Linked DNA regions of Zea mays: all the other regions are linked to region 1. A link is a contact called in public Hi-C data. All regions are on one chromosome and are shown on one strand. The core of a region is the stretch at or near the end of the contact, and the rest is flanking DNA. Distances in the headings are between cores, read along the strand shown. Region 1 holds the start of LOC542414 (beta glucosidase 1). Region 2 holds the start of LOC103642374. Region 3 has its middle 51 kb from the start of LOC103642374.

Region 1 (3,123 bases), core at 272-2,771:
TACATATGATATCATGACACGTGGACAAGTTTCATGATTTTCTGACTTTGTTTGTATTTTATATAATTTTTAAACATGTAGATGGCAAGTTCACGGCCATGTTTAGTGAGCATGTTGCTCGAAGTTTCTGGTCCGCTCCTGAAATCGGTCGTAACTTATGCTAAGTAACATGAATATCATTTTTGCATGAACGGTTTTTCAAGTTTCGAGTGACCTGCAGTTCAAATCTGGATTTTCCGGAGAAATTCAAATAAACGAATTAAATCTACTAACGATTGAAAACTCTGTTATAATTGTCCACAAATGATACATGTAGGTTTACATAGTGCAGGAATATACCACAAAAAGTTTGGGAGACAAAATCTAAAAAATAAAAATATGCTTTGCCGAGTGTCCAAGGAAGACACTCGGCAAAGAGTTCTTTGCCGAGTGCCAACCATCGGCCCTCGGCAAAGGCTGACGACCGTTAGCTTTAGGACGGCCGCTGACGATCCTTTGTCGAGCGCCACCGTTGTCGAGTGTTTGACACTCGGCAAAGAGATCTTTGCCGAGAGTTCTCCTGTGCCGAGTGTCCTGCACTCGGTAAACCAGCTCGTTACCGAGAGCAGGAGTTTACCGAGTGGCTCTCGGCAAAGTCGCCTTTGCCGAGTGCCCGACAAAAGGCACTCGGCAAAGCTGCCGGCATTCGGCAAAGCCTGCAATTCCGGTAGTGTTTTACCACGTTGACAAAAAAAATGAAGAAATCCGATATTTTAGTCATTATGGATATGGCGCGGTGTCAAATCGGTATAGTCATAATCCTTTCCATAGGATTGTCCCATGCTCGACACATTAACACTAAGTTTATCCCTGAATAACACGGCTACCTCCATCCTAATCTTTTCTATTGATCAATTGCCTATTTTTAAGGCGCAGTTGTTCTTGGCCGTATCTGTGGAGATGATTTTTTTAAAGACGTCCAACTCTAGCTAGCTAGTCCGTGTATGTGAACGGTGTTAGGTAGTCATTGGATCCGTTGACTATATTTGTAAAGGTGGTAGCCGTTCTTTTTAATTTTAACGCCGCTGGGAAGAAATTAAACGTGGTACATCTATGTATCGTTTTCTTAACAGTGATATAATAATATACTATCATTGCATGCGTCCGCAATTGCTCTCTCGCGGCTCGTTCTACCGTGGGAAGAAGAGCTGACCCGTCGCCGCCCCACATGCATACGATGCGTCCTTATCTGTCGCGGCTCGTGCAAACGCGGGGCGGGCTGAGCGCCCCAGCCCACCACTTGCACCACTTGCATTTACTTAATTAGTTCATAACACATCACATCTGTATCTTACATTATCTTTAAAAAAATGATTCACACATTATTTATATATGAGATATAATAAGTTTCCAGGAAGCATCTTTGGCGACTTACGTACGTGTATCAGAGACATGGAGTGATAAACTATTGGGCAACCATTTAGCAATCCTAGCTAGCCAGCTCGTCTATAAATAGATGCATCAGCTCCACTTGGTCTACACACTTCACAAGCAGCTCAAAGCTCTAGTTCTAGCTAGCTAGCAAAGGGGGGGAAAATGGCTCCGCTTCTCGCTGCTGCCATGAACCACGCTGCAGCCCATCCTGGCCTTAGGAGCCACCTAGTAGGACCCAACAATGAGAGTTTCTCACGGCACCACCTGCCGTCTTCTTCTCCACAGAGCAGCAAGCGAAGGTGTAACCTTAGCTTTACTACACGATCTGCAAGAGTAGGCAGCCAAAATGGAGTCCAAATGTTGAGCCCCTCGGAAATCCCACAAAGGGACTGGTTCCCCTCTGACTTCACCTTCGGTGCCGCCACTTCAGCGTACCAAGTATAATTTTCTAGCGCGAATGTTGTTTATTACGTCTCTGTTAGATATATACATATATGAAAAGAAACTACTGTAGTTCACTGTTACATAATGGCAGCTGATTTATATATATACCTAAACCAAAAAGGAGTTGATATATGTGTGTGTGCGCACGCGCGCGAAACGTATTGTATTCTAGCTAATTAATTAATTGTTTGATACATGCTAAAGTGAAATGATATATCTTGGTAGATTGAAGGTGCTTGGAATGAAGATGGAAAGGGGGAAAGCAACTGGGATCACTTCTGCCACAATCATCCGGGTAAGGTTCATATATATACCCCAGCTTTGATTAATTAGCTTGTTTTTGTTTGTTCATAATTAATAACATCATACGTTATATCCTTGTTTATTTCCTTATTTTTTTATGCCTCTTTCATGTGCATATCAATAGAAAGGATACTGGACGGGAGCAATTCAGACATTGGAGCGAATTCGTACCATATGTACAAAGTAAGTCCACTCCCGGCCCGTAGGAATTCGGAGCGGAGACACCTTTAATTTTGCAATATGAGTTTCGGGCAGTTTCAGATCCCATTTTTCTTTTACCCAAATATTCGGCCGCCTGGATCCGAAACAGGCAGCAGCCCCGCCGCGGGAAAAATTTCTTTGCCCATGGAGCTCATGATCTGTAATTTGGCCTGTTGTTGGACCGCCATGGAGCTCTCCAACATGAAGCTAATCATCATTGACAACATCCAAGATGTAAAAATGATTATAGAACAATATAACATATAATATTTCTTATGGAAGTTTTAAATATTATGTTATTAGTCTATTACAAACCTGAAAAAAAAACAAAGGAGTCCACAGTTTTCAAATTAATATTAGGTCGGACATGAACTATTTCCTTGCGCAGGAAATATTTTCTGCTTATTATTCTAAGCTAAAATTTTGGATCTCGGTTGGAAAGGTTGTCCTTTTCTTGTGTGAAATAGGATGAAATTTTGGGTAACCAGCTGACATAATGTTTGTTTGCAGTTAACTCTCTTAAACATGTAAAAATGGTTATAGAAGAATATATTTCGTATCGTGGAGATCCTTTTCGAGCAAAATAACTGTTGATGTATACGCACTTCTAACTAAAAATGTCTGCGAATATATATTATTGCTACCATTTTTGATATCAGCATTTTTAAATGTGCAGACGGACGTCAGATTGCTCAAGGAAATGGGCATGGACGCATATAGGTTCTCTATCTCTTGGCCCAGAATACTGCCGAGTAAGTATAT
Region 2 (2,950 bases), core at 314-2,813, 130 kb after region 1:
TGACGGAGGCCCCCTCCCTGGCATTCGTCCTGCTGGCGCCCTCCACTCCGAGATCCGGCGTCCCGGCGACCCAGCGACCCCATCGGTGGTGGTATTGAACAACAGGGAGATGGAGAAGGTGTGAGAGAGGGGAGAGGAGAGAGGAAGAGGTGGTCCTCACCGGCGATGAGCACGTCGTCGAAGGTCCTTGCAGGGCGGCGGTCGTCTTGCAGCTAGGGCTCTCGTCCTCCGGTCACACGAGGCGGCGTGGGGAGCGGGATCGATTCACGCAGTGCAGGGAGCGGTAATCAGACGCTACGGGTCCGTATCCGGTCATGACGCTATTGGAAACGGGTCGGCCCAACCAAACGCAGAACAACGGGACCAAATCACGGTGCAAATGGATCACGGGCGAAAAACAGTCGACCAAACAACTTCTAAAGTTCGACGGTGTCCACAAGCCCGACGAACTTAACTTAAAAACGTGGGTACCCACGTTCCTAACTCGTTAAGTTCGACGGTTTTATCCAGGGCCTACGAACTTAACTTAAGAACGTGGGTACCCACGTTCTTAACTTAACCTATGAACTTAACTCAAGTACCCACGTTCTTAATTTTACCCACGAACATTTATCAGTTTCTTGTAGTGCAAGCACAAGAGCAGGGTGCCGGGATGGAGCAGACGTCGCGATGGCCGAAGTTGGCACAAGCGGCAAGGCGAGTGTAAGAATACAATAGACGACACCCCGGCGAGCACGCAGTGAGGCACGCAACAGCGACGATAGTCGAATCGGCAACAGAGTGTTGGCGAACTCGATGAACACGACCACAGTCGCGTGCTGGCGTGGATAGGACAACGGAGGCTGGCGAGCCCAACAGAGGAGCTTGCGCGACACGCATGGAAAGGGATCCGGCGCAGGGAGCTCGGGATGCAGAGTACCATGGCGGACAACCTCCATGGCGAGCTGAGTGACGGCACAGGGGCAAGCAAGGAACAGGGCGCGGAGGAAAATCACCAGAGCTCGACGCGCGCAGCAGGGACAGAGGGAGGAGCACGGCGCGACGGGGATTAAGGCTGGGCGTAGCTTCCATGGGTGAGAAGGAAACAGGACGTGCGGCGGGGCTCGACGAGACGCTGGTTCCAGGGAGCTTATAGCTGTTGCCGAGCTGGGGCACAGGGAGGAGCACGCGGCTGGACGGGAAGCTGAGCGCCAGGGGCGAGCTCACGACGGGGTCAGACTCAGCTGGGCGCGCGCGTCAGGAAGCAGAGAAGCTGGGCGCTGAGCTGGGAGCTTGGCCAGGACGCGCGGCACATAGACCAGAGAGAGAAAGAGGGACTTGGCTTGGGAAAGCAGGGCCGCGCTAGGGAGCAGAGCGCTCAGCACGCGGCAGGGAAGAAGGAGAAGTAGGGGCGCGGTACCAGGGAGCTCGGCCGGGCGCCGGAGTTGGAAGCCGAGCGAAGCTCCAGGCTGGGGCGAGCAGCAGACACAGCTGGAGGAGGGAGCTGGACGCGGTGCGCGTGGAGACCAGAGAGAAGCGACCGAGCGCCAGGGAGGAAGAAGAGGAGCGCGCAAGAGATAAACATTGCGAGCAGGGAGAGAGATTGCTACAGGAGAAGATAAAGACGGAGGCTGCGCGTGAAAAAATCCTTGCGGCTGAGATATTTTTCAAATTTTTCTCAATTTCTCTTCTTTTCTCTTTTTTTAAACCAAAAATCGCAGATATTTTTGAATCACGATTTTTAGCGATGTAAAATGGGTCCAATCAAACGAGATTGATAACAATAATTGGACACAATTTGATTTGGCGAATACTTGGGAGCCGGATGAATTCGTACCGTTAATTCACCTTTTTAGATCGAGGCGAAAAGCAACAGACCGAATTAAACAGATTTCGGCACTGATAATTTGTTCCGAAAACTTCCTTCGTCGAGTTCGACATAAATTTGTTTGGGGATAAAAATTATTCGAGTGGGTCGGACTTCCGAATTCGTATTCTCTGCATAACTTTTATTCAGACACACGACTCGACATATCACGAAATAAACGCGCGATATCGATGCGGCATCGAGATTGCGATCCTTTCTGGAAACGACGTCACACATCATTTACCTGGGCGAGAGTCTGTGCGTTGTCCAGACACGGATTTTGCACTAAACACTTTAGTTGTGGAGTTCGGCTTCGGTATTTCAGACTGTATTTAGATCCGTCTAATTTTTACGATCCTCACCGTCAGTCGATCATTTGATCAGACGCCAACGATCACATGCTGAGAGGAACGATCCACTTAATATGCTAGCGCATTGTTCTTTTCGGATAGCGCGGGGTTCCAGATTTTACATAAAATCTGAAGCCTTCTGATTTTCGTATTCACTTACGTGTGTGATCCGAACAGTTCAAAATTCGCCAGCAAACCAAGATTCGATAATCCAAAAGTTTCTCGAACCCTTTGTAATTGCGTAGATTATCAAAATGAAAATGGCACCAAACTCGATTTTTTGTGAGATGATTAAATTCTAAGCTAAACGAGATTTCTCGAATAATCTTGGTAATCGAAGATGGGATTAATATCGAAATCGTTATTCACCCCGACCTTTCTTACTTACGTCCATAATCGTTGTTTACGTATAGTAACACCTTGGGTGTTACAACTTGATCCTTATTATTGGAGTCACGAGACAATATGAACGCTAAGTTGACTTCTTGACAACCCTAGGACCTGTGGGTTAGGGCCCACCATGCTTCCGTTGTGCCACTTTAAACCTGGTTTGTCAATGTTGATCGCATTGCCATCATTCGGGGTTAGTAGCTAACCCCCTTAATAGGATCATTGTTACCATGCACTTGATGAAGACGATGTCGACTCTGATCCTGATTGATTTAGAGGAGATAGAGGTTGCCAACTTGCCAGGTGCAAGAGGAGAGAATAGCGAGAAAAGGTAGGCATAGGCGAATTAGAGAGAGCAAGGGGG
Region 3 (3,368 bases), core at 47-2,546, 180 kb after region 1:
CTCCAACCTCCCCTCACCCTCCCGCGTGGCGCGCCACCACTGCTGCCAACTCCTCCCCTCAGTCTATCGTCGCTGTCGTCGATCTCTCCCCTCTACTTTCTGGGACCGTAACATTACCATGGGCTTATATACTAGTAGATTGTAATTTGGTTTGTTGTTTGGTCGGTCGGCAAATCGGCCATGGAGCTCCCCACCATGAAGCTCCTCATCATAGAGTATCCGAGACACAAATATTCTTGGAACACGAAATAACATTACATTTTTTATGAAAGTTTTAAATATTATGTTATTAGTTTGTTATAGAGCTGTAAAATACAAAGGGCTTCACAACATTGAATTTTTGGGTAACCAGCTGACATAATGTTTGCTTTCATTTGACTCTGTTAAACATGTAAATATGCTTGTAAAATAATATAATTTGTATTGTGGAGATCTTGTTCTATCCAAAACAAGTTGTTAATGTATATGCACTTCTAACTAAACATGTCTGATAATATATATTGTCACCATTATTTATATCAGCATTTTTTAATGTGCAGACGGATGTCAGATTGCTTAAGGAAATGGGCATGGACGCTTATAGGTTCTCTATCTCTTGGTCCAGAATACTGCCAAGTAAGTATATAGTAAATTAACCTACAACTAAGATGCATTCAGAGCTGTTGGGTTGTTATGATTCTAATTTAAAAATAACGTCTTTAAGAGGGAACGGTCGAAGGAGGTATTAACTTGGATGGCATCAATGTAACAGCCTAAATCCATCAACTATAAGTGACACAATTTATATTATTAATTTCTAGTAGAAAAGAAAAATATTGACGTTTTCAAATGATGGAATAGTGATATAATTAAATCAAGCAATTTCTTGAATAGATAAAATTTTACCAATTGATTGATACATTCATGTTGAAACATATGTTTTGATTGATTTGAATTTTTAGTGATTTGATCTTGTGAAGAAAATCTTATTTTATAAAACAAAAATGATTTGTTAAAATTAATTTTTTTGGAATATGCATTTTTTTGATATATTAATAATGTTCGTTTGTAGGTAGTTGTAAAAAAAATTGATTTATCTCTTCACGTGAAACCCCTTTTATTTAATAAATAAAAATTTACCCCCAAAATTATTATTTGGCAAATAGGTATTTTATTTTTGTATTTATTTTAATTTATTGGATATATATATTAAAATTATAAAGAGAGAAAAGAATTTCAAAGAAACCCCATCCCATCCGATCGGCCAAACAAGTGCCCAGTCGCTTATCCTCTCCCTCTCATCCCTCTAGGGCCCACTCGTCATTCTCTATTACTCTTTCTTTTTCACTTACACGTGGACCCCAGCTGTAAGTCTGTATCCTCTTCAAGCCATTCGTTCGTTCTTCCCTGGATGGACGCAGCATGCCGAAGCCATCGTCGTCCAATTCTGCGTCGAGCACCCCTTCAGCCGAGCGCGCCGCCGTCCCTCCCTCATTAACTTCCCTCCCCGCCATTAACTGTCGTGGACGGCCTTTTCCCTCCTCTCTCCCATGTGCCGACCGTTTCTTCCACCGTGCTCCATCTCCATTAATGACCGTGACTGTTTCTTCGAGCAGGTAACGCTGTCCTTCAATCCACATCAATGGAGTATTGAATTTGGCCGCAAACCACTCTACTCCCTCGCCTATAAAACTCGCGCCGTTCTTCTCTTCCCCACGTTCTGGACGCCGCTAGCTCCACTACCACTCGTCGCCACGTTCTACTTGCTTGCTGCTCAAACTCACCACGGCGCCAGCTTGCGTCGTGCTTCGATTTGGACGTTCCCCGGCTGTTCTTTGCCACGCGGCGAGTGCCTCTCGGCCTCCCGTGCTCGTGTTATAAACCTGTCCAAGACGAACTCCCTTTCTCCACAGCTAGCGCAGCTTCACGCTCTTAGTCTGTCGCCTCACCAGTTCACTGCGTCGATCCCTTATTCATGTCGTCATGCCGTCATCGAAGCCGGAGACTCTTGTGTCACCACCGTACTCGTGCTGAGCGTCGTCGCCTGCGCTCATCATCGTCGTCACCAGTTATCTGCCCCTACGTGATGTCGACATGCTCTCCTACTCCCTCGCGTTGCCAAAGGTAGAAACACCATTTTCTGATCTATTCCTCAGTCTATCCCTTTAATTTCGATCTAGCCCTGCGATAGTTTCCTATTTTAAATATGTACTACGTAATTGAAATCCAATAAAATTAAATGTTGTTTCGTTGAACTTAATAAATTTGTGCTAAACACTTAAATTAGTGTTGCAACAATTTATATATTTCATTAATTTATATTTTGTTGTGTAGAACCCCTTCTAGTCTACCTTTATTTATGTGTAGAACCATGTTATAGTTTATTATAAAATGTACATTTAAACCCCAAATAAATTAGAAATGGTTTGTTAGTTTCATAATTATGGGATAAGAATTTACTTAGTGTTTCCAACAGTTCACTTATTTTTATAATTTAATTTGAACTATGGTTGTTATACAAAAAAATTTATTAAAATGACCCCCAATAGATGTCATGTTTTCATAATTTAACAATGTTCATTATATATTTTTAAGTATAGTCTTCTTAAATAGAAATTTAAAAGACAATGTAGACCGTATGTTTCACAATAAAATAAAAGATAAGTAATTATATTCGTCCATAAAGTATAATTTAGTTTTGTATTGAAGTTTTATGCATGTGCGTATATAAATTGCTTATTCATAGAAAGAATAGAGTTTTCGAAAGATACTAAAATAATAGAATTGGTGTTCATATCTTTAAAATGATGGCCTATCGTTAAGTGTTTTCGTAACAGAATGATAATTATTTATTATCCTTTCACATAAAACTTATTTAGTCTCATATTTATGTATCCATAATTATATGCTTTACAATAGAAATATGTCATATAACTTTTCTAATAATGTCAAAATGACTTAATTAGATGCTCATACCTCATAATAAAGTAAATGATAGTTTATATATTGTTGAAACATAACCTCTTTAGTAATGAACTAGATCATTTGTTCATAATTTGAAACTTAAGATAATTAATGAATTAGTCTTTCTCATAATCTATTAATTAAGTTTATATCTCAATTTGTCCTTAACTAGGTTTATGGCATGATTAATGATTTCATAGAATTTAGTGCAAATTATATACGAATCACTTACCTTTTCCTAAAGAATAAAATAAAGTAATAAGAGGTTAAGTTCCTTTATAACTTAAAATTTTATTTAATATTGACTTCAAATATAATAATATAGGCTATGTGTTTTCTAATGAAAATAAAAGATAGTTATTTGTTTATTATCTTTTGCATGAAAATCCACTTATGACCCATAACCTAACTCGTCTTAAATAGGT

What was found. A called contact is a pair of places that touch in the nucleus more often than the background predicts.
Region 2: a contact with region 1 is called in a Hi-C map of leaf, with 1.8 times the contacts expected there. The contact joins the promoter of LOC103642374 here to the promoter of LOC542414 in region 1. A contact is called at or near these places in 3 of 25 Hi-C or Micro-C datasets (all in leaf).
Region 3: a Hi-C map of leaf shows a contact between it and region 1, with 2.0 times the contacts expected there. The contact joins the enhancer-like site here to the promoter of LOC542414 in region 1. A contact is called at or near these places in 3 of 25 Hi-C or Micro-C datasets (bundle sheath, ear and leaf).

Annotation. Positions count from the first base shown.
Region 1 is chr10:34,809,869-34,812,991 of Zm-B73-REFERENCE-NAM-5.0, forward strand. LOC542414 (beta glucosidase 1) reads left to right here and starts at 1,522. Exons shown (of 12, transcript NM_001371627.1): 1 at 1,522-1,851; 2 at 2,083-2,152; 3 at 2,285-2,343; 4 at 3,038-3,113. The coding sequence starts at 1,576.
Region 2 is chr10:34,941,745-34,944,694 of Zm-B73-REFERENCE-NAM-5.0, forward strand. LOC103642374 reads right to left here and starts at 1,564. Exons shown (of 9, transcript XM_035963245.1): 1 at 1,400-1,564. The coding sequence starts at 1,564.
Region 3 is chr10:34,992,770-34,996,137 of Zm-B73-REFERENCE-NAM-5.0, forward strand. No RefSeq gene overlaps it. Among protein-coding and RNA genes, the nearest start is that of LOC103642374, 51 kb to the left of the region's middle. Within about 2 kb of position 1,297, at least 15 of the 20 cell types and tissues checked have an H3K27ac peak or open chromatin away from gene starts, as enhancers often do. A contact at or near this core is called in ear and leaf, where this site is marked.